2 separate regions of the Mus musculus genome follow, and region 1 is linked to region 2. The links are chromatin contacts, called in public HiCAR-type maps. All regions are on one chromosome and are shown on one strand. Each heading gives the region's core, a stretch centred on a gene start, on an enhancer-like site or on the middle of the called end of the contact. The rest is flanking DNA. Distances are from core to core; before and after follow the strand shown.

Evidence for each region. HiCAR-type assays count read pairs that join an accessible place to other places.
Region 1: a contact with region 2 is called in a HiCAR-type map of kidney, with 4 times the contacts expected there. The contact joins two enhancer-like sites. A contact is called at or near these places in 1 of 484 Hi-C or Micro-C datasets (liver) and 1 of 115 datasets of contacts at active chromatin or transcription factors (kidney).

What each region holds. Positions count from the first base shown.
Region 1 is chr5:141,855,237-141,861,174 of GRCm38.p6, reverse strand. All of the region lies in intron 5 of Sdk1 (sidekick cell adhesion molecule 1), which reads right to left. Among named protein-coding and RNA genes, the nearest start is that of Gm52792, 280 kb to the left of the region's middle. Within about 2 kb of position 3,209, at least 20 of the 459 cell types and tissues checked have an H3K27ac peak or open chromatin away from gene starts, as enhancers often do. A contact at or near this core is called in kidney, where this site is marked.
Region 2 is chr5:141,387,656-141,393,988 of GRCm38.p6, reverse strand. All of the region lies in intron 1 of Sdk1 (sidekick cell adhesion molecule 1), which reads right to left. Among named protein-coding and RNA genes, the nearest start is that of Gm16035, 9.8 kb to the right of the region's middle. Within about 2 kb of position 2,583, at least 4 of the 459 cell types and tissues checked have an H3K27ac peak or open chromatin away from gene starts, as enhancers often do. A contact at or near this core is called in kidney, where this site is marked.

The DNA of each region.
Region 1 (5,938 bases), core at 1,960-4,459, 470 kb before region 2:
GGCATTAAAGATCACTTTCATTCTGGATCCTTATCAGACTCAAGGCAGCCAAAGAGCTGCTAGTGAGTTTTCTAGGCTTCAAGGTCCCAGAGGGTCTGAAGGACCAGGGGTGATAATGCCAGGTGAACTCTTAAAGTCAAACCAAGACATTTCATTAAAATATTAGCAGTCAGAAAGAGTGTGCTATTCCCAGATCTCTTTTGGTAGGAAATGAAATTTCACAGCTCCTTGTAACATTCTTAAGATTGTCAGAAATGCTCATAGATTAATTTTTAGGTAAAAAGAAAAAGGAAAGGCCTACAGTGGATATATGTCTTATGCAAAATAAGGAGAAAGCCGGTCAGAAGATGTGAAGACACTGCCCGCTTTGTGGCGGTAGCCTCCTATGTGTACAGACTCTTCATGCCGGGCACATTCTCCCTCCCAGGATCCCCTGTACCTCCACACAGTGTAGAAATGATATCTTCTCCACAAATGCTTACAGTCTCCAAACAGATCTGCATGAAAATCCCAAGATCCTATTGGAGCAACTGATCAGAGTTGTGTTTGTTGTGGTGACCTTGCTATTGTTTTGTGATGACACATTGGACAAAACGCTACTATCCACAGCCACATGCTTCAGACCCTGAAGTCAGTGGCCTCATGGTTGAGTTCTCTAACATACTTTCTCTTGGGGTCCCCAAATGCTTTGTACATCTACTCCGCATAACCAGGCCAATAGCATCACTTTCTATGTCCTGCTTGGTGCTCCATAAAAGCCTTTTGCAGGAGGACTATGGGATGACTAACTCAGTAAAGGGTTTGCTGTCAAGCTGGAAGACCTGATTTCAAGCCCCAGAACTCATATAAAAAGTTGGGGTTGGCAGGATGAACTGGGGAGGCAGTCAGAAGAATTCCTGAGGCTCAATGGACAGCTAGGCTAGCCAATTACTGAGCTCCAGGACTCAGTGAGGGACCCTCCTACCATAAACCTTTGACTTCCAAACATGTGTATACTCACCTGCATGTGTGCTTGCACACCTTCCTACACATAATAAATAGATAGGTAGATAGATTAGATAGATAGATAGGTAGATAGATAGATAGATAGATAGATAGATAGATAGATAGCCAAGGGAGCAGGGAGGGGTTGGGGGTTTTCAGAGGGGAAACCAGAAAAGGGGATAACATTTGAAATGTAAATAAAGAAAATATCTAATAAAAAGTAAATTCTATGCTGGGCGTGGTGGTGCACGCCTTTAATTCCAGCACTCTGGAGGCAGAGGCAGGTGAATTTCTGAGTTCGAGGCCAGCCTGGTCTACAGAGTGAGTTCCAGGACAGCCAGGGCTACACAGAGAAACCCTGTCTCGAAAAAACTAAAAACTAAACTAAACTAAAATAAATTCTATTTTATTAATCCAAAATAAAAAAATAAAATAATAAAAAGCCATATCCAATTCCATCCCAGATGCCTGAGGCAATACATCAAGAAGGAGAAAGATCCAGGAGATAGCACCAGTAAGGGGTGGTGACTCATTCTTGCTTAGAACCAGGGATATTTGCAACACAGCCAGTCAGACCAGATCTGAGACTAGAATTTATTGAGTTTCTACAGGCATCAGGGGGCCATATAGGCAAGCCAGACAGGAAGCATGGCAACTTTTATTAACAGAAGAAGAAGAAGAAGAAGAAGAAGAAGAAGAAGAAGAAGAGGAGGAGGAGGAGGAGGAGGAGGAGGAGGAGGAGGAGGAGGAGGAGGAGGAGGAGGAGGAGGAGGAGGAGGAGGAGGGGAGGGGGGGGAGGGGGAGGGGGAGGGGGAGGGGGAGGGGAGGAAGAGGAGGAGGAGGAGGAGGAGGAGGAGGAGGAAGAAGAAGAAGAAGAAGAAGAAGAAGAAGAAGAAGAAGAAGAAGAAGAAGAAGAAGAAGAAGAAGAAACAACCCAGTCTTGCTCATTTAAATAAAATACAGTCAAGGACTCTCTACAACTGTGGGTCTCTTTTGGTTGAATCCTTTGGACAGCGTCTTTGAAGCTAAGGTGGAGAAGTCTATGAACTGACAAGGCCCTGTCTGTGAGACACAGCCCACGGAGAACAGAACTGTAAATAAAGATTTGCAGGCCTAGGGTGGGCAGATCCTACCTCAGTTGCTGGGGAGAAAAGGATTATTCAAATAAACATTCAAATGCAGTTTTAGTTGCTTAGGTTTTGAAACAGCTGTGAGAACAACTGCTGGCTTCTAGCCCGTGATGCTATTCCGTGCGATGAGATTTATCCCCAAATAAGACTTGGTAGGAGGAGGGGGAGGAGATGCTACAACTAACATGATGCCTGAAATGAACCGCATTTCTCTGCCCAAAGAATAGCCAGGTCTGGAGGTACATGACAAGGCACGCTTTTTTTTTTTTTTTTTTTTTTTGTTTTGTTTTGTTAAATAGCAGAACAAATGCACGCTACTAGAAATAGCAGTCTTAGCTCTAGGCATTTCTGAGGAATTAATGAGCAACTGACATTTACAGCCCTGGGGCAAGATTCCTCTAGCCTTTTAGAAAACCCCAGGAAAGCCCTAGGCAGCCTTGATCATGATTGCTTAATTATTATCCAGCCCTCCTGGGAAGGCATTTCTGGGGTTGCTAATATCCAGTGGTCCCTCTCCACCCTTGCCAGGCACAGGGGAGCCTGCACATCTAAGCTTCTTTGTAATGAGCTGGGGCACGGATTTGGCTACTGAAATGGAAATCCATGGTGCTATCATTTCTGGGCTGAGTTAGTGAAAAAGCCCAGCAGGGGTGTGTCATTTTCAGGGCTTCTGTGACTGCTGAAACAGGTACCAAGAAACCGCTTTTGCTAAAGAAGCATGGATTTGGGCTGGAGACATGGCTCAGTGGTTAAGAGCGCTTGCTGCTCCTACAGAGAGGCCCTGAGTTAAGTTCCCAGCACTCATGTTCAGTGGCTCACAATCACCTGTCACTCCAGCTTTCCTTCTGGCCTCTGAGGACACTGCACTTACATGCACACACCCACACACACACAGGAACAAATGTATACATTAGAAGTCAGCAGCAACAACAACAGGAAGCAGGGACTCCTTACTTGAGCCTGCCTGACAGGTAATAACCAGACCCTTAGCCCATAGGGCAGCACAGGCAAGATCACACCCAACACACCCACCCCATGCCTCCCAGGGCTTGCAACAGCCTAAATATTGTCACATCCCATGGGTTACACATTAACCAAGTCCCATGCCATTACCCAGCGAGTGAACAGTGACCCTGTCACAGAGTACCAGCACCCCTGCTCCCTTACCTGTCACTTAGTGCAAGTCACAGATTAACTAAGCCTACTTCCCCCTGGTGCAAGAGCTTCCCTTGGCTCAGAGACTTTACAAGTAGTCCCACTGCTTGTCTAGTAGGGCTAAAACTCTCTTTTAGACCCCTGCTGTTCTGCCTGAAGGCTGATTCAAATCACTGCTCCCTCTCTCTCCCTCTCCTCTCTCCTCTCCCGTCCCCTAACATAACATTTGGCTCTTTGAGTCACTTTTTATATTCCAAAAAGCAAATCTTTGCAAGACAGATCAAAATAACCTCCCTCAGCCAGCACCAGATAAGGAGAGTCGTCTTGATGATCAGGCTGTACCTGGAGCAGGAGCAATGACCTCCTGAGGGCCAGTTTGTCCCTTCATGAAAACGATGTCTCTGGGCCACCTTGAGGAACCCTAATGGAGATGATAGTCTGTAGACCCCACTTTGACCAGGACTGCTTAAGTAAGTACACTTCTCCTCACCCCTACCACCCCCAGCCCCACCCAATTGTTCTAGTTTAACCTAAAGCTCAGGCCAGAACCTTGATGATGGACTTAGGGGAGTCACTGGACATCAGTATTTGTGCTTCTGTCCTGGGCCACATTGAATGAATCCCCTTCCTCTGCTTCCCATCACCACTTGTCTCTAATCGGTGTCTAGGGATGGGTGGCTGAGGACAGCCAATCGGGGATACTGAAGCCCAGCTACTTGCCCTAAAGTCCTTGTTTATGGCATTGGTGAAGTTGAGGCTGAAAGCCAAGGGATCAAAGAACCCAGATCCTAGGTCATCACATGGACCTGAAGTGGGCTCTTGGTTCCGTCAAAGCACACAAAGCTGTGTGTACCAGCAGCATACCTGATCTGTCCATCACTCAGATCCTTCACCTTTCTTCATCACTCAGCATGCCCTGCCTCTCCATCGCCCAGCATGCTGTGTATGCACCATTGTCCATCTTCACTGAGCATGACCCACCTTCTCAGCCTGCGACCTGCAAAACTTCACATCTTCAGTGACACTTGCTAGCTTGTCTTTGGAGTGGGCTCCTTTGTGGACACAAACATTGTGGCACTCTTAGGAGCAAGCTCTGGAGTCAGAATTGAGGGGGAAAATAGCAGCAGGCCCCAAGCTCACTGAGCAACCAGAGAGGGGCCAGGGCAGAGTCCAGAGTGGCAGAGGGCTGAGGCAGAAGCTGAGCTCAGAGTGTTCCTAAGGGTATGTGAATATAAAGACCAGTTACAGACATGCGCAGTGCAGTGCACCTGTTCTGCCTTCTCTCCTAAGTGGGAGGGATGAGTTATAGGTAACTTGAAGCCATGTAGTCGGGCTTAAGCAGTTTGCAGGGCTGAGTGCTGAAGCAGCCAGCTCTTGGAAATTGCCAGTTCCTTTACAGGTCTCTTTCTAAACCAGCTATTACAGGTTGTCACAGCCCTGCTTGACTACCCATGTGCCTGATACACCCTGTATTTCAAGAAAGCTTCGGCAGCCCTGAGTGCAGTTCAAGGATGCCTGACACTCCCATCAGAGCAGCCCTGAAGGGTAACCAGGAGAAGAAAGAGCATACGGGCAGAAGAGATAACTGTGAGGTTTTGATGGTACAGATGTGAGAACCTGAGTCTGAACCCCTAGGAAGCAATTAATGCTGGACATAGCAGCACACATCTGTAATGCCATGCTCCTAGCAAGATGGAAGCAGACACAGGATCCTCAAGAAGCTCATGGGAAGGTAGCTTGCAGTGAGGCAAACAGCAAAAGATCCCATGTCAAACAAGGTGATGGATGAAGACCGACACCTGAGGTTGTCCTCTGCCCTCCACAGGCATGTCAACACACACACACACACACACACACACACAGAGACATACACACAACTAAGGGGGAAGGAGGGCATATGAGAAGTCAAGCAGAGGTTACACGTCTGTCAACCTTCCAACTTCCAGTGGCCACCCTTGAGGAAGAAGCCACCCCTACTCCAACTTGTCAGGACTTAGCTAATGACCTCCTGTTCTTGCTTGCTCAGTGCTGATCCCTCTGAGCGGCAGGATCCATCACTTTTGCCCACTGCCCAAGTACCCTCTTGCTCTTGCCTGGAGTATGCCCAAGACTGGAGGATGCTCTATACACCAGAGTGGTTCTCAGTAATGGCTTCAAATGAACAAGGGATTCATCTCTGAGACTACTGTTCATCTAAGAAATGGAATTAGTATCTCCTGTGGCTTAAACCTCCTGTGAAGTTAAAAAGAGACAAATGCCAAGTCCCCCAGACACAAAAACACTCAACAAACAACAAAACAATAAGCAGATTTTAGTGGATCCTGTACAAATGCCAGGAATGCCTTTCAAGTGCTATGCACAAAATCAGATGTAAGAGGCCCTCAGGTGAACTCCAAGCCTCAAGGACACGGACATGCACAGTTCCCAAAATGCTCAGAATGAAATAATCACTCACAGGCCTCTGGAATTCTGAATAGCTTTTAGCTTATCATGAGCTGGGACTTCAGGTATAAAGAAAAACAAGGGTTATAGGCCTTGGTTGCCATTTTTTAAAGTTTAAAAGTAGGCTTTGATTGGGAAGGCAGAAGTGCTCTATTGTGCATACAAATGCTCTACCACTGAGCCACACCCCCAGGCCCTCACTGGGGGATTCTAGGCAGGGGCTCTAC
Region 2 (6,333 bases), core at 1,334-3,833:
ATCTTCGAGCTCCAAATTCCCCATCCTCCCCTCAGTCCACTGGGCCATGCTGCTCCTCTGGCTGAACTAAGAATGGATTAGAATGAGGATCACCATAAAAGTTTGATTTTTCCATTCACCACTCGTGGCTGCCTTTGCAAGCTTAATACTAAGAGGCTGATTTGGTATTCACCGTCAGTAGTTTTCCTTACTTGGATGAGGCGGTGTAGAATATGACTGAAAAGCATGGGCCTCATAATCTATGCCAATATGTATGGTTTCAGGTTAATTACCTGAAGAGTTAAGCTGCTAGGATTCTGGTTATGAAAATGGATAATGTGGCTTAAGGGGGGGGGGGGCATTCCGTATTTTTCACAGAAAACTGGTTCCTTGCCTTCTTCATACTACTATGTTCTTTGAAAACTTTATTATCAGGAACGCTGGGTGTGGAAGTTTCAGTTGACAGCAAAGAATGTACATTTTCTAAGTTAAAAAAAATATAGTAAATAAAACTAATAAAACAACTGGGCTCCTGACTCTACCCAGGCCTCAGTCTCCTTTTCCTTTAAGATGGTGGAATGAGGTCTTAGAGATTCTTGTTAGAATCTACCACTGGTCATCGAAATCACAAGTTAGCTGTCACAAAAGGCAATATGCTCAGGGGCCAAGAGAAGCTGGGGACCAGCGAAGAGAGTGTTTGGGGTGATGACGAGCCCAGAGTCACAATAGAGAGATGTTTCTGGAACCCTGAAATGTACTGTTTCCTTGTTGAATCTCTGAGGGCAGAATACAAAGCAGGGGATAGGGAAAGGACAGGAGTCTGACCTTTAACAGAGGAGGCTGCATTTATTAGCACACACGGGGAGGGTCAGGCTCTCTCCTTGGGAAACTGAGGGATCTACTAAGGGAAAAGTTGGTTGTGACCCTTTATAGGAGTGTACTTTATAGGAGGTACTCGGGAAATGAAGAAATTAAGTGCAGTTTTAGGGGGCTACACATCTCTCCTGCAGTCTCTTCTTCCTGAAACAATTTGTCCATGGTGAAATAGGCAGTTCTGACAGACAGTCCTCATTTAGGATAATCAATAACAGATAATGGCTGAGTAATGTCATCTGTACTCTCATAGGAGTCCTGTTTTACAACCAAGGTACTCTATCTCTGTTTTTATATGATGATCATTTTTGGTTTTATAATTTTTTTAAAAAGAATTATTTATTATTTTATGTGAGCACACTGTAGCTGTCTTCAGACACACCAGAAGAGGGCATCAGATCCCATTACAGATGGTTGTGAGCCACCATGTGGTTGCTTGAGAATTGAACTCAGGACCTCTGGAAGAGCAGTCAGTTCTCTTAACCGCTGAGCCATCTCTCCAGCCCCCCTTATTTTTATTTTTTAAGCATACTCTTAGTTAGGGTTTTTACTGTTAAGATGAAGCATCATAATCAAAATCAAGTTGAGGAGGAAAGAATTTATTGGTTTACACTTCCATACTGTTGCTGTTCGTCATCTAAGGAAGCCAGGACAGGAATTCAAACAGGACAGGAACCTGGAGGCAGGAGCTGATGCAGAGGCCAGGGAGAAATGCTGTTCACTGGCTTGCTTCCCCTTGCTCCCTCAGCCTGCTTTCTTATAGAATCCAGGACCACCAGCCCAAGGATGGCACCCTCAATGGGGTAGGCCCTCCCCCACTGATCACTGAGAGAATGCCCTGCAGGCTGATCTTATGAAGCTATTTCCTCAACTGAGGCTCCTTCCTCTCTGATGACTCAAGCCTATGTCAAGTTGACACAAAACAATCCAGCACAAAGCATAAATATTTCCCCTGCATAAGCATATGTATGTGTGCCACGTGCATGCCTGGTGCCCATGGAGGCCAGAAGAGAGCACTGAATCCCCTGGAACTGGAGTCACAAGGAGATGTCTGGTGGGTACCAGGAACTAAACTTCTGCACGACAGACTTGCTATTAACCACTGAGCCATCTCACTAGCCCCAAAATTGTAGACATTTTAAATATTAAAAGATATATAAAGAAACAGTCATGCATACATATAAAAATGCAAATGACCTGGGAACAAAAGCACATTTTCAAATATATTTCAACAAAAAAGTCCATCTTAAGACCATGGAGCAGGCAGAGAACCTAATCAAAGTAGACACACTCACCAAATAGCTTTATTTAATAATGTTTTGGTCTAGTGTCCTTTACTTAAGAGTTATGTGGCATACCTTAAAAAAGAGTATGGGGGGGATACCTTTATTTCTTAGTAGCTTCTATGACCTCAGAAAAGTCACTTAATTTGGTTTTTTAATCTCTAAAATAATAACTATAACACCTACTAACAGGATTTTTTATGAGAATTACATTATTAGTAAGAGCTGCACATAAGGTTTGACATTTTGGAAGCACTAAATAATGTCAGAAAATTTTATCTTAAATTATTATTTTTTTCATCCATCGTTTTCTCTGGGCCTGAGTATTAATTGGTTTTGTCCATCCCTGCATCCAAAACAAAATGAGTCTCCTCGAGATCCTAGAGGCTGCACTGCATCTAAGATCATACTCCCATAAACGTAACTGCTTCACTGTGACCCTTGCTACCAGTTAGCCAGAGGAGAAGCCATGCATGAGGCAGCCTCACAGACATCACTGGCACGGCTAACCTACAGGCCAGTTTTCCTCACTTGGCTAACTTTTGGGATGAGACATTCCTTCTCAGAAACTTTTTATTTATTTGTTCTGAACTTGTCCTTCTCAACCCAGGGCTAAAGATTCATGATTCATTTCAAAAATCAACCTCTTGGTCAGAGAGGTTTATTGGCAAATTTAAACAATAACTCGTGTTTTATACTAGCCCTGCCTATCTTGTGTGGGAAGATGAAATAAACAAAGACAAGTAGAGTTCCCACTGGACACAGACTTAATTAGAAATCCAGAGACTTTTTTTTTCCCCCAAAGGCAATCTATTTTACCATGGCCTCCATCAGTATTTTCTTTAACAGAGGCATGAAGAGAACTTTTGCTTCTTTATAATATTAAAGGCAGGCAAACAGCCATATTAGTGGATTTCTGCCACTTTTTAGGTGTTTGAGTGAAGGCAGTAAAGTAACCCTTCCAAAATTCAGTATTTTCACTTGTGAAATGGTCCTGACACACAAGGAATCTACATTTCTGCGATAGTGGTACATACTCATACGCTTCAGCTACCACAGGTCAGTTAACACCTCTCTCCCCAGGGCAAGGTTCAAAGGTCAGCTACCGCAGCACATTAACCAGGTGCAGTTTCATAAAAGGCAACCTCATACCAGCTCTTTCGAACACAAATCACCATGTAAGGACCAAAAGTGAAGCTGTAGACCATGGCTCACATCTGTAACCCCAGTTCTCAGAGAAGTGGTCCCAGGTGATGAAGAATTCAAGGTCATTTTTAGACACATAACAAAATCAGCTCTAGGCCAGCCTGGTCTACATGAGACCTTGTCTCAAAAACAAAGCGAAACGAAACAAAACAAAACAAAACAAAACAAAACAAAACAAAAAACAAAACAAAACAGAAACTAGAATCTTGCCAAAGCCTGCCAGTGACTGGTTGCTTGCATCTTAGCTCTCTTACAGACTGCAAATGGCATAGCTGCGCTGTTTCCGTATTTCGTAGAGATGAATCTACCTGGCACTTTACAAAACAGACCGTCCGAAGATGCAACTGGTCACGAAGGACAGAAGCACAGTAGTGATCCCTACTGCTGGCACTGGCGATAAGATTTAAATCAAGCTTAAGGAAGAAGGAGCTGGTGAGGACACGGGCACCCCAGCCTCGGAGAGACACCACATGCACAGCCACAGGGACTCAGCAGAGACCAAATGAACATAAATGAACATAAAGAATGAAGTATTAGAGATGGGGGAAAGACAGAGAGAACTTTAAATGATTCTACACAACACTCAAAGCATAATCCAAAATAGCAATGAAGTGTGGGACTTCACCAGGACACAGAAAAATTGCCTGTTCCACGTCACATGCTGGTGACAAGACAGGAAGGCGGGCATCACTGAGATTACTCATGATGACTATTTTAATTTACGCGTGTTAGACAAACACTCCAACGAACCATGCCATATATGCAGCATACAAGCTTTCACAACTGTTTCAGTCTAGTGTCCTTTTGATGCACAACTCACAGAGTTTTAATGTTATAACAAAAACTTTTAAAGGACCTAGAAATACTTTTTTGTTGTTGTTGTTTTTTTTTTTTTTTTTTTTTTTGTTTTTGGTTTTCCGAGACAGGGTTTCTCTGTGTAGCCCTGGCTGTCCTGGAACTCACTCTGTAGACCAGGCTGGCCTCGAACTCTGAAATCCGCCTGCCTCTGCCTCCCGAGTGCTGGGATTAAAGGCGTGCGCCACTTTCCCTTGCTCTACGTGCGTGGTGCTGTTTATGCCACAGTATGACTGCCCTGCAGTTCTGAGCAGGAGGGCTGTCTGCACATCACTGGGAAGGAGGCAGTAAGTCCTACGATGGTGCATATTCACAAATGTCCGCTGGGAAGTGAGGGTGGGAAGGCTGGCCAGGACTGGAGTCTGAAGAACTCTCAGACCTTTAATGAGGAAGGCTACTTATAAGTTCCTTAACGATGGCAAAGAGCCACTGAAAAGATTTAGGACTCGTGGCCAGTTCAGAAAATAAACTGGTCATATTGTACAGAGTGGCTGTCGGTACAATCTGACTCCATGGAGGAAGTGAATTGATTCACTCGGAAAATTAAAGTCTGCAGCTGTGACCCTAGATGAAGAAGAGAAAGCACCTTTGGAGAAGGCTGGATAAGATGGCACACACCTGTGATCCAAGTGCTCAAGAGAGCTCAGCAGGAAGAACTCAAGGTTGAGGACAGCCTAGGTTATATAGTGTTAAATAAGTCAGAGGAGCAAAGGTCCAGGGGTTCTGAGAACAGCTGCAGCTGGCAGACTGAAGCGATACTTTGCTGACATTTGTTGAATATAACATACCAGGCAGGTACTGTGTCAAGGGCTTTACACATACATTATTAACCCACTGAATCCCAAATCTGTAAGAATCTTTGAAAGTAGGTTTTCTTATACTTCAGTATTTAGAGGAAAGGCACTCTGGAAGACAATGAACAAATAGTGCCGTTGGACACAATCAGGTGGCCCAAGTCTAGAGCCACCAAGCCCACGTTACTCCCATCCTACAATGCCCCCCTCCCTTCTGCTCCCCTTGGCCCAGTGTCCTGTGACTGCCCCTCATCACAGTCTCCCCACAAGGCTGTTTTCTTTTCCCCTATCTTCTGCATACAGGACCAGCAGAGTTTGCTCTTCCTACTACCAGAAAAGCTCTGCTGAAAATAATCCGGACCATCTGCCACCTGACCAGCCCTTTCTTCCAACCACAGGGAACCACAGGGGGCAGGGAGAAACAAAGAGACATTTGCCTGAGAAGTCAATAATAATAACCCCCTCTTTGTCTGTATCTGCTATTCACAGAGTCTCTAAAAGTGAAGTTTTCAATGACAATTTGCATATAATCTACATACATCCTCTTGTACATCTTAGTCATCTCTCCATTGCTTACAGTCCTGAACACAATGTAAATGGTATTTGAATAATTGTTAGATGAAACTGCTTAGAGATAAAAGCAAGGAAAAGTTAGCACATGCTCAATATAAAAGCTGTTTATCCCCAAACTTTAGTTGGCTGAACTTGTACCAGCAGATACATTTGATTTTCAGTTATCATCACCAGCCCTGGGTTGGGAAAACAGATGTGCATCCAATAGATCACAGATGTTTCTTCATATGCACTTTCCCAGAAGAGGTGATACAAGGCTCTAGTCATCAAATGTCCTAAAAATGAGTGGAATTTCCTATGTACTTTCCCCCTCTAAAGGAAGGCACATTCCTCATCAGGAGCTTTGAGATTAAACATGACTGCTCTTTCATGCCCACTTCTCACCAAAAGAGTGGCACTTTCCTCTGTCAATAGGATTCTGCCATGTAAGTTTGTTTTCTACTTTATTATAGAGGTCGGGAACAGGTGTAGATGAAAATTCTAGACCTACTTAACATAAAAGTGACTATGGTATTAGGGCATATTTTTAGCTATTCAGCACACCAAAATACAGGCAAAGGGCATATCATGGCAATTTAAATTGGTTACCAAAAGTTATTCGGAAATCAAACTCCCAATCATAGATTTATGCTCAAAGGGAAAAATATTCATTCAACCCTTGATTTATACCAGTCATTCATAAAGTGTTCAACAGATAAAGGCTGTAAATCTGCCTGGGCAAAGACATAAATCAGTCTCACAGAAAGATAGCAGATTTGTCTCAGGGATGG